3 separate regions of the Zea mays genome follow, and all the other regions are linked to region 2. Evidence: chromatin contacts called from public Hi-C data. All regions are on one chromosome and are shown on one strand. The core of a region is the stretch at or near the end of the contact, and the rest is flanking DNA. Distances in the headings are between cores, read along the strand shown. Region 1 holds the start of LOC100284517. Region 2 holds the start of LOC100216668. Region 3 holds the start of LOC103655902.

Region 1 (4,728 bases), core at 833-3,332, 170 kb before region 2:
AGAGGAGCCGCCTAACTCTGAGGCTTTCGACTTGATCTAGGTGGCGTCTCCCAGTCAGCTTTCTAGCGCCAAGGATAGATTTTAGTTCCTGCTATATTTATCTTTTATTTTTGTAAGTCTTCCGCTATGTAATAAGTACTCTGATTATATTGTGACGTTTATCTCTATATACTCTGTTATTATATATGTTGTCTTCTTTGGCGCATGTATGAGATGCACCCAGCTTTGTTCCTTAAAACTGGGTGTGCCACTATTTGGCCACATAGTTGCTTTTACTATGACCAATAATTATGTATATAGTCGTGCAAAATATTAAATGACACTGTTTATAGGGTGAGACATGGCTGAGTTTAGAGATGTCAATGGGGACCCGATACCCGCTAACCTGTGGGGAATTCCCCTATGAGTGTACGGGTATGAGACAAAAATTGTCCCCATGAGTATGAATATGGGACAAAATCTTCACCCATTGGGTAAACGGGTATGGGTTTGGGAAGCAATAATCTGAACCCGATTATCCATGGGTATTTCATACCCATGGGTATTTCATACGTCTACACCTGTCGTGTTTGTATGAATGAGTTAATGCCGAGCCGGCCCCCAAGCCTAGCACGGCAGCGCACCAGGCCTCATGTCCTAGCCCAACAAGAAAACACGGCAAGGCAACTAGCAGACTAGCAAAAACAAAACCCTAAAATAACCAGCCATATGCTATGCCCTATCCAGACGACGATGACGATCATGGATTCTCAGGCGCCAACGAACTCAGATGGTGACCAAGAAATGTGAGCAGACTCCATTTCTCTATTTCTTCTATCGGTCCTGAAGTACTTATTTCTTTTCTGATGGATGGATGAATGGATGATGGTTCATTAATGAGTACTTGCCGATGTGGTGATGTCTGAAATCTAGATAGTTTGTGTTACATGTTAGTACCTAGTTATCCCTTAAGGGCTTGTTCGGTTACACGAATCCAGAAGGGGATTGGAGGGGTTTAAATCCCCTCTTAGGGCTGATTTGGTGACCCGGGATCCCGGGAGGATTGAAGGGGATTGAGGGGAAAATTAGTTTATTTCCCCCTCAATCCCCTCCAATCCTCCCGTGATCACCTTGTCACCAAATCAACTCGGTTGATTTGGTGACAAGGTGATCACGGGAGGATTGGAGGGGATTGAAGGGGAAATGAACTAATTTCCCCCTCAATTCTCTCAAATCCCGCCGTAATCTCTGGTCACCAAATCAGCCCTTATTGGCTAGTTTGGAAACTCACATCCTCTTCGGGATTGAAGGGGATTGGAGAGGAAATTAGTTCATTTCCACCCCAATCCCCTCCAACCCTGAAGGGGATTTGAGGTTCCCAAAGTAGCACTAAGGGTTAGTTTGGAAACTCAAATCCCTTCAAGATTGAAGGGGATTGAAGAGAAAATTAGTTTATTTCTACCTCAATCCCCTCCAATCCCAATGGGGATTTGAGGTTCCCATTGACTAGGAGGGGATTTAATACCCTCCAATCGCCTTCTGGATTGGTGTGCCTGAACATGCGTTAATTGGAGATGGGGACCCATTGGGGACCCAAAACCCGAATGAGGATGAGTATGAGATGAATTTTGCACCCATAATGGGTATGAGGATGGACTAAATATGATAGGAATGAGTTTGGGATGCTATAACCCGATGGAGAATTCTCCATTAACATCTCTAGATGAGTTAGAGATAGCTTTAGAAGTACAAGCTAGTTGTGCCGAAACATTTTTCAACAAAATTCGGGAGACAACTGATCGTTGTACCAAAAGAAATATATTATGTACCCGTGAGCCTCATTTTGTTTTGTTGAAGCTTCATCAACGGCACATCTTAGACCACGGAATTTTATAATATAAAAAGGTGACATGGCATTTTATGATAAGAAGAGGGCAGGGGACTAAACAATTACAAGTTTTTTTTAAAAGAAGTGGAGATATAAAAAAGGAAAAACACTCGATGAGTGAGCGGTCAGATGATCGCACATAGTGTGGGCCAGATTTCGCTCAGCGTAGCAAATCCCGCAATCACAAAACCCAATCCGAAACAGTCCTCCTCCCATCTTATCCCAAACACAACCCACACTACTACCCTACCCGTCCGCCTCTCTCGAAAGCGCAGCACCAGCGAGCATGTCGCCTGTCACCGCACTCCTGGCGGGCACGGTGGTGCCGCCGGCCTCGGCCCCGTCGCCAGCGAGGCACGCCCGCCATTACTCCGTCGGCTTCTCCCCGCTCCACGGCGGCGGGCGCGCGGCGCTGGCGGTGGAGTGCTCGTCGCGGCCGCAGAAGAAGGGGACCAAGCACCACATGAAGACGCGGCCCAAGAAGACGCAGCCGTGGGACATCAAGCGCCGCCCCACGCAGTACCCGCCGCTGCCGCCGCTCCCGCCGGACTGGACGCTCGTCGCCTCCGGCGCCACGGTGGACGTGGAGGAGGCGGAGGCCCCGGCACCCGCCGCGACTCTCGTCCTCGACGTGGCCGCGGCCACCGACTGAGGCCGCCGCGGCGTGTCGCCAAAGTTGTTCCCTTGAACCTCCGCATAAGCTGTTTTTCTTTGAGATTTATTATATAATAACAATGGCTGCCCAGATTTTGTGATTATAAATTAAGAATCTTTCATTGCTGTCCAGATTGTGGCTGTCACCGCGTCCAATTTAGTGCGTTGCTAGATGATTTCTTGGTTGCATGCTGTGTGCAACGCTTATTCCATGCCGTCAGTGGCAGTGCAGACTGCAGAGTGATTAGCTACTCCATCTCCATAGTTTGCCAGTTAAGTTATGATGGGATATGGATTACGCAAATATAGTCTTCAAAAGGGGGGGAAAACAAGCAGCCCAACGAAGACATCTGCCTCTTGTTTGACTTTAGGAGCTGGCTCTGTTTGATTTGGACAATTGCCTGATATTGGGGAAGGTTCGGTAAACAGTAAACTCAGCTTAGATGGCAGGAACAGCCATTGAACACTGCAAATGATAGGAAATTTTAGAAGTAACCTAGTTGTTTGTAATGTTGCTTTTGTTGGAGCATGATTGTGCGAATTCCATATGCTACCTGCCTACCTAGGGATGGCAATGGATACGGGTATGGGTAAATAACCGCGGATAATTATCCATTGGATATGAGTATGGTGGAATTTGATATCCGCGGGTACGGTTATGGATATAATAGGGTATCCGTGGATATTTTTTTCACGGGTATGGATATCCAGTATCCATACCCGTTACCCAATGGATATCTAACACGTGGGCTATCCGGATTTATATATTACCATAAATTCTTATTTTTCAATTTTTATCCATAACATGTTGTTTGGTGCTGAAATTATCATTTAATGCTATTGGAATGATAATTATTTTGAAATGTAATAAAATTGTTGTTTGGTGTTTAATGCTAAAATTATAGTGGGCGGCCGGGTAACGGATATCCACTGGATAGCGGATACCCGGCGGGTATGGATATAGATCCATACCCACGAACGTTTATGGGTACAAATATGGGTTGAGTTTTATCTCGCAGGTATGGATCCGTGAACTATATATCCGTGTACTACCCGCCCGATTGCCATCCCTATGCCTACCTGGCGGCTCAAGAATATCTGTTTTCTTTTTGGCACTTGTCCCATAGCCCGAAAGGTGGCTGCGATTGTGGGATGCGTTTCTTAATTAGCGTAAGAAAGCCCACTTAGTCATTAAGCTTTGATGTTTACTGATCAATATAACTATTTAAACTATCATTATTTCCCTTCTAATCCTACTCAATCAACGAACCCGGATTTCTCGGTTTCGCAAAAACTCATCTGGTACCCTCAGTTTAGTCTTCATGTGAGATGGTGATGCTTGCTCAACAAAGAATAAAACATAGTAACGAAATAATTTTATTTTTGGTCTCGAAAAAGTATCTTTAAAAGTCTTTCTAAAGTTCACTCTAAATTATTATTTAAAAGGTCAAGTACATATTTTTTAGATGATGGACCAAAATCTCGGATTTCACATCTTTCCATGATGGGACTAAATTTATACAACTTGAAACAACTCCGACTCCTCGCAAAGGAGGACCAAAACTGTAAGCCTAAATGCTCCCCTACACCTCACCAACTCAACATGCACTTAAAAAAAGAAACATTTCATTACAACGCAATCCTGTTTGAAAACCTCCAACTCTAATATGCAAAAAACTGCATGGCCACCATCTCTAGATGTGGACAAGCATTTCTTAATAGATCCGTTGTGTCTTCACTTCTTTGAAGTTGCGTCTAGAGTCTGAGCCGGTGAGTTCCTATGAATAGAAACTGTAAATAAGTCAACATTTGGGATTTATTAAATACGGAGTAGTTTATACTTATCCAAATAGCCCAATACAGTGCTGAGACACCTGTTATAATAAGATTCTTAGTATTTAAATCCACCTCCACCAATCAGATCTCAAAGATATGTTTAATAGATCTGGGACCCCGGAAACCAAAACATATGGATAACAACTGTCACATATATGAGCAAAATGACAGTCAATAAATAAATGTTTAATGGTTTCATCTGTTGGCTCTGATCCGGGCGCCAATCACTGCGATGAGAACCAGCGGCGGCGCTCTCTGCGGAGGCGCAGACAGTCCGCGGCCAGGGACCGGACGGTCCGTGACTTGGCGTAGGGGCTGGTGTTCCTGCTTGACGAGCCGGATGATCCGCGTCAGGTGGCTGGACAGTCCGC
Region 2 (4,544 bases), core at 435-2,934:
CTATAAGTTGGTTACAATAGGTGTACCTTATGCAGTTGACCATTTCCATCATTTGCATAATGAGGACTCAAGGGAGAAGCCTCGTAGTGAGACCCTGGCCATTCACCTCGGAAGTGAATACGGGTCTAGCTAACCCGGGCTAGAAGGGAATCGCGACTCATGGGTAAAGATGCGCCACCTCTGTAAAGTGTAAAACTGATATATCAGCCGTGCTCACGGTTATGAGCAGCTTGTATTCCTCACATGATAATTGAACTTGAAGATGGAAATAAATCGAGATCCGATGATCTGCCAATGGTTTGCTTAAGTGGTTTTACTTAAGTGTTTTTTATATACTCTTATACCTTTGTTTAATGGGAATACTTGTGATTCACACTTATTAGTAAGACAGGTGTTGTTAATAAAATGTTGACCAACTAAAATGCTTACTGCTCAACCTTAGCCTCACCTTGTTAAACTTGCATTAGTTTTTCCCTCACTTGCTGAACCCCGACCATAAGTGAGCTCACCCTTGCTTAAATTTTGATCAGAAGTTTGCAGATGAAAATATGATGCTGAACTCCATGGATGCTAGTCTAGTGATACCCCCGGTCATCTTCCTGTGGATGGATGTCCATGTTTCGCTGTACTTTGATGAATAAAGGTTAAGACATTACGTCTGTTCAAAGTGTAATATGTTAATATAATCGTTATTTACGCTTTTATGCATTGATCTTTTGATATATTACACTTGTGACGTCAATATATGTGTGGAAATAGATCCTGGCACACATATGCTATGCACCCGGCTCTGCCCCTTGGAAATGGGTGTGACATAAGGCCGGTCAAAGCCCACAGGACCAGCACAACTTGGAGAAACTAGAGCTTCAATAGGCCTTCGAGAACCAGTACGACTGTACCAAGATGAGGATAGTGAATAGTGATGATTATCATTGTATATGTATTTTGTATGACTATATAGTACTCAACTAAACACTGAACAGAGAACTGAATATTATTACTGTGCTAGTTGTACTATTTTTTCTTTCTGACCAAAGTATTTTAATATGTAGCCACAAAACATATTAGTTTATTTTGGTCATATATACATATTATACTTTTTGTTTATGTATTACTATTGTATGAATATGGGTCGGTCTTGCACATTAAGGTATTCTAGGCTATTTGGGTCGGCTTAGCACACATAACTAATTGTGGGTCGTGTCGTGGCCGATGACTAGGCCCACTTGCTGGCACGACACGACCCATAATTAGGGATATGCTTTTGCAAGCCGTACCTTTGTGGGCTGTACTTTTGTTGACTTGTGTCGTGCTGGGCCAGGCCGGCCCAACATGTACAGGTATAGGGGATATTACCCCATGTGCCCCTGCCGTCGCCCCTGAGTTTATGAAAGTTGATGTGGTTCTAAACACCATTAATCAGTTTTTTAATAAATCGGTTTCTAGAAACTGGCAACAGCATTTGGATTCTTAAAAACTAGGTCGGTTCCAAACATGGCTTATATGGTGTAATTTTAAATGGAGCGATTTTAATAGGATCAACAATTCAGCTTCAGCATAATTTTGGACTAATACGAAGGAAAATAATAAAAAAAATGCATAGGGGTTAGCTCTAATTGGGCCGTATGTTGCATGGCGATGGCGTTCAATGCAGACCGTCGACCCTCTCACCAACGGCCGTCAATTCAGCACCGCTGGTCCGCCTTCCCCATCCCCATCCCCCGCCACCGGCGGCGGCCGTTATTCAGCACCGCCTTCCTCCGGCGACCGCCGCGCCGCCGTTCCCTGGTCTAGGTTCTCGCCTCTTAGCAACCAGAGCGCGCGCCTAAATGAATGCGGTGGCGGAGGAGGACAGGGCGGCGGAGCTGGCCGGCCCGCTCCGGGACCTCCTCCCGCCTGTGGACTTCTGCTGCGCGTACGGCTCCACGCTCCTTCACGCACGCCCCGACGGGACGTCCATGGTCGATTACATCATCGGCGTCGCTGACCCCCTCCAGTGGCACTCCGAGGTGCTAGGAACCCCCCTCCTTTCATTTGGTCAATCAATCCGTCAAATTAGTTCATATCCTTAGTTTGATGTTATTATGAAGGAATTGTTTCTTGGTCGGTGCAGAACCTGGAAAGGAACCCCGCGCACTACTCCCGCTGGATGGCCGGCTTCGGTGCAGGCGCCGTAAGCTTGCTCCTCCCAACACCACAATTTCTGGTTGGTTGTTGGCAAACTGTGTTAATGGTCAACTGTTTCTTGGTCTTTGGAGCTCAGATCACTGGACTGGCGGATCATGTTGGGGTCGGGGTGTACTTCAACCCATTTGTGGAATGGAGAGACAAGGTACCATGAATCGTGGTGCCTTGTGTTCGATGGCATTGTGTTCCACTGGCTGTGCGTGAATTGAGTACTTGATGAAGAAATCTGTCTTTTGGTGGCGCAGAGGATAAAATATGGGGTGGTAAGGATGAGGGACCTGGCAATGGATGTCTTGACCTGGGACAGGTTCTACCTCAGTGGTCGGCTGCAGAAACCGGTATGAAAATGCAATGCCATGCTCTTTAAATATGAGATTGCATAATGCTGATTTTGCTAGATCGGGATTGTGCGCTTTATATGTTCTTGACCCATTTTTAGACCGTTGCTCCAATTATCTTTTGTGGCTGTGGCGATACACATTTTGCTTGATATGGACCATGTTCATGTAACTACTATATTTATTTGTTTCACTGGTTGTGATTATATTCATTGGCTGTCTAGTATTGCGAGTTTCTCACTGCACAATTGTAGTGCCTTTGATGTGTAAATATGGATATGTTGCATTTGTGAAGTTGACATTATCTTAGTTGATTTTGTCTCTGTATTTTGCTAGGTCCATGTTCTTGTTGACAACTGGGATATAAGGAAGGTCAACTCAATTAACCTAGAAATGGCAACTTCAGCTTCTCTACTCCTTTTACCAGCGGAGTTCACGGAGGTTATTGCTAACTTGATGTTTCCTTCCATGAAATTATTTTCTTTGCTTTGCTAGTTGATTCTGGATTTCTGAGCCTCCTTTTATCCCTCTTTGTGCAGTACGACCTATATGCTCAAATCTGCAGTCTATCATATATGGGTGATTTGAGAATGCTGTTTGCGGAAGACAAAGATAAGGTATCAACAAAAGAAATGCATGTTCACCTTTGCTCTATACTCAGTAACCATTTCAATTCGATTTAATATTACATCATTTATGTACTTCACAAAGGTGTGCCTGTCTGTTTGGCACATCCATTTACGTACTTCTCTAAATTGAAAACGGCATGTTACATAGTATTTAACTTCAATTAGTCCTTTGAGAGCCTAGCCTCAAAATCCTGTTGCTTTTATTGGATCTGCATGCCGGGTTCCATCGGCTAAATTGTTGTTTTGTAGTTACTTCTGTTCTTATCTACATGTTTAGTAAGACAGCGTGCTAGTAGGACTCTTTTCGATTTATAATTCCACACTCAATTCCTCCTATGAATCAGGTGAAGAAGATTGTTGAGGGTAGTTTTCAGTCGTTCCAATTGATGTACAGCCCCCTCTTGCAAGAGTATATTGCTGAAGGCCTATTGAAGACATCATCCCATGGACAATATAAAACTTTCCGGCAGGTTTATTACCTTCTGCTCATACTCAGTTTGTTCAAAGAGATAAAATATGGAAGTGCTTTTTATCATTCCTTGTGGACCATACAACAACGTGACCTGTGTACTTTGTTATCCTAAAACTTGGACTCCATGTTAAAGGCCATATCATGTTGTGTGGTCATGTTCTTTTGCACTTGCCGTACTGCCCTATTTGTCTTACCTTTGCTATGCTAAGACTTAGCTGGTGTTTGGTTCCTTCAGTCACCCTCCTAAACTTTAGGGACTAAACTTAAGATTTCTATCTGGGAGACCTCATTTAGTTATATTGTTTGGTAGTTTAGGTACTAAAAGTGACTAACTAAAGTTTAGGAGGCGGGGACCAAACAACCCCTTATTTGTCACTTCAAAATTTGGTTTGAACTTCTACCCTAGTAGCAATTGTAACTACTACACATCCGATCTCAAATATAAGTCCATTTAGTTTTGTTCTAAGTCAAACCATTTTAAATTTGGTTATCGATAGCTAAAAAGTTATGCAGATTAATAACATGGAATTAACGTTACTAGATTCGTCATGAAACATGCCATCCTAATGGGGTCGGAGCGGGTACAAATTTGGAGCCTGCATAGCCAACTGACATACTTCACTAAATGTAATACGTTTGGTTTTGAGTTCTAAGCATTGGAGTCACGTATCTACAGGATTGCGGTCCATGTACAACAAATGAACTGTTCTCTGTTCTTCCGTGGACGATCCAAAGCCAAATGCAAGGAAGGCACACATTGCACGGAAAAGGTTGGGTTATCCTGGTGTTCTTGTAGCCTTTGTTCATTCTATAACACGTTCTCACTGCAGACAGTTTTTTTTTCTGTAGAAGTACCACCACGCACCGTAGTTTCTTCCAAGGAGATGGCAGCAAACTGTGTCCGGAGGGCCCTGAGGC
Region 3 (4,979 bases), core at 1,849-4,348, 210 kb before region 2:
TGGTCTCTATATAGTGTAATTATGCCATTCTATTACCTCTATTCGTTCAGTCAGTCGTTGTGAACTCTTTTCTAATCGCTCCCTTCATTGATCATGTTGTATCAAGACATATTGAATGGAGTAAACAACAACATCAGTTAATCAAATAAAAAATATGTGGAGAGAGAGGAGACAATCAATAAAAAAATCTTGAAATCTTTTTGATGTATAATTTATGTGAATATTATTGTGAACTGTCGTAATACACGGATGGACAACTGACTATATATTAAACATAGGTAAAATTGGATCCATACCATTAAAAGATCCCATCTATAGCTATGTACCATCAAAAGATTGATGTATTGAAATATACCATTAAAAGATAGCACTTCATAGCTGTTTACCATCTCTGTTATCTCTCAGTTATCTGTGACCATTATGTCCTTGGTGAGAAAAAGTAAATATAGCTACAATCCATAATCATTCCAGCAGTAATATAGATGCGTTGCAACTCTCATTTCAGCAACATTACAGAAATAAAGAGGACATGATTTCAACAGGATATGCCCAGGATATAACATAACATTTCAGTACATATATAACTGAACTTTGTTGTCATTTCAGTACCTAAATTGCAGCTTAGTTCTTGCAATTTTGACAACAGAAGTACCACAGACACAATCTATCAGTGTTGCACAGCGGCAAAATATTTACACACAAAAGCGCCCACTCTTGCACAGCCATGCTCACACAAAATAGAGAAGGACATGTAACATATCTAGCTAATAATGAGCCTTCGATTAATTCCCCCAGGTGAGATTGATGCCATCCTCCTTGTTGTAGGACCTGGGCTAGTTGGAGAAAGAGAAGACATGCTTCTTGTTTTTACACCTGGACTAGAGGTCAGATTTGGATCTGCATGGGATGGCTTAGCATCAATAGCAGAGGCTTCAACACCTTCAGATACATATTTCCTAGGAGGCACAACATGGGTCAGATGGATAATACATTAAATTACACATGAGGCATGAGGCAAGGTTAATTACCTTTGTCTTTTTGATTTTTTTGGACGTGGTTGGGGAAGCTCTTGTTCTAATTCAGCTTGAGTAGCTGCACAACCCTTCTCTATGTGTCCAAACTGAAAGCACCTTTTGCACTGATATGGTCCTCTTTTCCCAGCCTCACCACTAGCCTTGATTCTCTTCTTTCTTGGTCTACCAGCAGGTCTTTCTAGCTTTGGAGGAATCATTTTAAACCCGAGGTCAAATTTTGGCCAATGAGTCTAATCACCCAATGGAGCAGCTGTATACTGGTAAGTTAATTTGAACCTCTCTACAGAATAGTAGTCATCTACAAAGTTCTCAATGTTAAGTTTTTTAAGCTGACAAAATAGAGCTATTGCATGAGTGCATGGTTTTCCAGAAATCTGCCATTGTCCACAACCACAAGTTCTTTTCTCAATGTCAACAGGAACTCTCCAATTCTTACCTTCTTTTGTTATTCCAGATATCTCAGCAGACATTGCACCAGTCCTCATGATTCCATACTGCAGCCCTCGGCTCTTCATGTTCAACTCATGCAACACACTTGCTAGGATACGCCCTTCCATTCTGTTGGATATCAAAGTCTCTGAATTCTAGAGCAGCCCTCTTTCTTTTGTGTACATCGACTGGATCAATGACTACATGTTCCGTACGTTTAAAGTACCTCCACTCTTCATCTACTCCTACAGGCTCGTCTCCATCAGGATCACACCCAATAGTTCTGAAATGCTCCTCCTCCTCCTCCTCAAGTATTGGTGGCCCTCCAATTGTTTCCCCATATTCAGGTACTTCTGCCCATGTAAATCCTCTATCATGTACCTCCAAATTATGGTCCATTGCAATAGGCATCGCCTCCTCTTCCATGTTCACTATAGTAAGCATCTCCTCCTCTCCTATATTTACTGCAGTAGGCATCTCCTCGTCTCCTATATTCACTGCAGCAGCAGCCATCTCCTCCTCTCTTACATTTTGCTCACGGCTACCGACTACCATGAACAACTTCACTACTCTGGATGTCCTTAACAAGTCAAGTAGTTGTGCATCTGAAGCCAACTTGCATGTCAGACTACCCTCTCCTGTTAGAACCCAGAAATTTGCCTGCTGTTCACTGGCCCATTTAAATTCTGAAGCAATATCTTTCTCTAGATCAATGATAGAATATGTTTCTGAATCAACAACATAGCTTACTGGCCTACCCCGGTTATACTCCTTTCTACCATCTCGTACACTGAAGTAAGAATTGACAGTGACCTCAACTCTACATGCACTAGTCGGATCAATCCTGCAATAGCAATGGCAAACACATAGAAGGGAGAACAAATGTAAGTAGCAACTGATGACAATTCCAGTCCTAAATGAATCAATTTATTCTGTACAAATTTATTCCCCCTCACAAACAGTAACTTTTGTACAATTTACAAGAAATTGCAAAGATTCAACAAAGAGGAAAAGGATATTATCCTTCAGGAACCTCAGAAGTATCCATGCGCCTCAATTTCAGATCGATTCCTGAGCACTACAAGAGAGAAGAAAATCCTAGGATTTAGAACTCCCAAAGCAAGGAAGGAAGATGAGGGAGAACGGGAGAAAGGTGCATACTGCGTGGGGTGGAGGACGCCGCTGCAGCAAAAACTTGGGTGGCCGCGGGCGAGCGCGCCGCCTGGAAGGCCGCGAGCAGCTCGTCGCCTATCGGGCCTCTGCTCCTTTCTCGCCTCACGCGAGGGAGTCGTATTCTGGCCTGGGGCCAAGGAACGGAGGGGAAAAACTAAAGCCAGGGGTAAAATTGGTATACTCTAATTGTTGATCGTTCCAAATAAAAAAAAACCCATTGATCCGATTGACGGAAGGGAACGGAATGCTATAAATCTCTAACGTGCAATCTTTCCATGGTAAATATCTAAGTGTGAATCTTTTGCTGGTAAATTTCTATACATGTGATCTTTTAATGGTATGTATCAAATTTTGCCTTAAACATATAAAAGGGTACGTGAGAACTGAGGCAAAGATGTAAGCCCGGTTGACACTCCCCATCAGAGAGCCCTCTTGACGCCAGCCCACTCCCAGCTCAACCATTTCCAGCCTCAATTAGCCGAGGCCCGGCCCATTCCTTGCCCACGTCATCTTTCTGTCTCTCCCTCTCATCGCCGCGTCACGCACAGCCGCCGCCGTCGTGCGCGTGTGCCGGAACGGCCGCGTGGATCCTCCGCCCCGTCCCAGCGGCGACTTGTCCGTGCGAAGATGCTGGGGTTCTCGACCGGACAGCTGCTGGTCGTCCTCGGGGCCTGCTCCGTCATGATGAGTGAGTAATCAAACTCCGCGCGCTATTTCCGCTTCGGCCATTCGGCGGCGGCTGTCGATGGCGGCGACTGACGGGAAGGCGATGGCGGGATCGGCACGTTTTGGAACTGATGTTTCGGTCTGACCCCGATTCCCTCGCTTTTGTTCAGAGCCCAGTGATATGGTGAAGATTGCGAGGACGGCCGGGCGGATGACTGGAAGAGCGGTTGGGCGGCTCATAGTGGCTCGCCGGCAGCTGGACGAGATTCTGGGCCAGTCTGCAGCCACCCAGGTATATTCTGAGTACACCCTTTTCTCGCCATGATCCTGTGAAAATGCTGTGAGTTGTATGTGTTGCGGTGATGGTGAATTTCACATAGGTTAATTGGCCTTATGGGGATGGCATTGACTAATATCTGAGCAGACCCTGTGTGCAAGCGTGCAATCACGTCTTCTAGTCCCTATAGGGATAGTAATGTTTTTTCTTTTTTCACTCGTCAATCTGCTGAATTTTAAACAGCATTTGCGCATTAATGTTTTAGCGTCCAGTTTTCTGATTGGGTTCATATAGTTTCATCTGTACATAGATTTCAGTAGTTCTGAAAGCAAAGGAAATTCAACATTAGCCAATAGCCACCAATACAGCCTAGGATAATCAGTCACGGTATAGTTTCTAGTTATTTTGATGAATAATATTCATTGTTGCTGCACATGTTGTTAGTGGACTGATTCCTCCTCTGTAATTGCGATCAGTATTTCAATTGATGGATTGATTGTGGCATTGTTATTAAAACGTCGCTTAAACGTCGTTTAAGCGTCGTTTAAACGACAAAACGTGATTAAAAGTTGAAACGTCCGAACGTTTTACCAAAATGGAGTAGAACGTCCGTTTCACGCATTTAAACGACGCTTAAACGTCCTCTGTGCGTTTTAAGACGTTTTACTTGCGTTTAGGACGTTCTACTCGTTGTGGGCTTTTCCTTTCCTGGGCCAAAAGATGGAAAAACCCTAAGTTCCTAACGCCTAAGCCTTCCAGTCGGTCCATCCCCAGCAGCCAGCTCCTATGTTTTAGGCTCTATTTTGATTTTGCTCACAGTCACTGAGTCACACTGAATCATTCTTTTAGGTCTTGATATTGATGAGTTGGATGATGGTTACTGATCATAGATACAAGTTATAGCTTGTGTGGTTGAACTTGTGTTGAACGTGATCTGTTTCCTTTTATGCTATTTGGTTTGTGAACTCAAGTACTCAACTTATCTATGAACTTATTCTATATTTGAAGTTCTATGTCAAGTCTGAAAAGACGTTTCAACGTTTAAATGTTAAAAAGGTGATTCATAACGTTTTAACGTTTTACCGCTTTAATAACCATGGATTGTGGATCCTTGCACTGTTTCTGAAATATGGATATTCAATATAAGTGTGTTAAACCCATGTGGTAGAATCATATTTCTCCTCTTGTATCCAGGTTCATAAGGAGCTTAAAGACGCTATGACACAATTAGACTCGATCCGTTATGAAGTCCAGAACTTATCAAGATTATCTCCTGGGCAGTTTATGTTGAAGCAACATAACGCTGGTAATGATAATCTTACTTGGCAATAAAGTCACATTTTTCTATGGTTAGTACCTCTCACTACATTATTTAAGTTAATTGGCTCCAAAGTTCATCA

What was found. A called contact is a pair of places that touch in the nucleus more often than the background predicts.
Region 1: a Hi-C map of ear shows a contact between it and region 2, with 2.2 times the contacts expected there. The contact joins the promoter of LOC100284517 here to the promoter of LOC100216668 in region 2. A contact is called at or near these places in 3 of 25 Hi-C or Micro-C datasets (bundle sheath, ear and tassel).
Region 3: a contact with region 2 is called in a Hi-C map of endosperm, with 3 times the contacts expected there. The contact joins the promoter of LOC103655902 here to the promoter of LOC100216668 in region 2. A contact is called at or near these places in 9 of 25 Hi-C or Micro-C datasets (bundle sheath, ear, endosperm and 4 more) and 1 of 3 datasets of contacts at active chromatin or transcription factors (seedling).

What each region holds. Positions count from the first base shown.
Region 1 is chr4:216,896,789-216,901,516 of Zm-B73-REFERENCE-NAM-5.0, reverse strand. It overlaps LOC100284517, which reads left to right and starts at 2,082. Exons shown (of 1, transcript NM_001165497.2): 1 at 2,082-2,653. The coding sequence starts at 2,154. The coding sequence ends at 2,519.
Region 2 is chr4:216,722,183-216,726,726 of Zm-B73-REFERENCE-NAM-5.0, reverse strand. It overlaps LOC100216668, which reads left to right and starts at 1,684. Exons shown (of 9, transcript NM_001143077.1): 1 at 1,684-2,009; 2 at 2,114-2,173; 3 at 2,264-2,332; 4 at 2,433-2,525; 5 at 2,862-2,966; 6 at 3,065-3,142; 7 at 3,499-3,624; 8 at 4,303-4,396; 9 at 4,476-4,544. The coding sequence starts at 1,830.
Region 3 is chr4:216,929,047-216,934,025 of Zm-B73-REFERENCE-NAM-5.0, reverse strand. LOC103655902 reads right to left here and starts at 3,098. Exons shown (of 2, transcript XM_020552321.2): 1 at 3,013-3,098; 2 at 1,035-2,307. The coding sequence starts at 3,098. The coding sequence ends at 1,557. LOC100274044 reads left to right here and starts at 3,082. Exons shown (of 8, transcript NM_001148425.2): 1 at 3,082-3,324; 2 at 3,473-3,594; 3 at 4,774-4,885. The coding sequence starts at 3,264.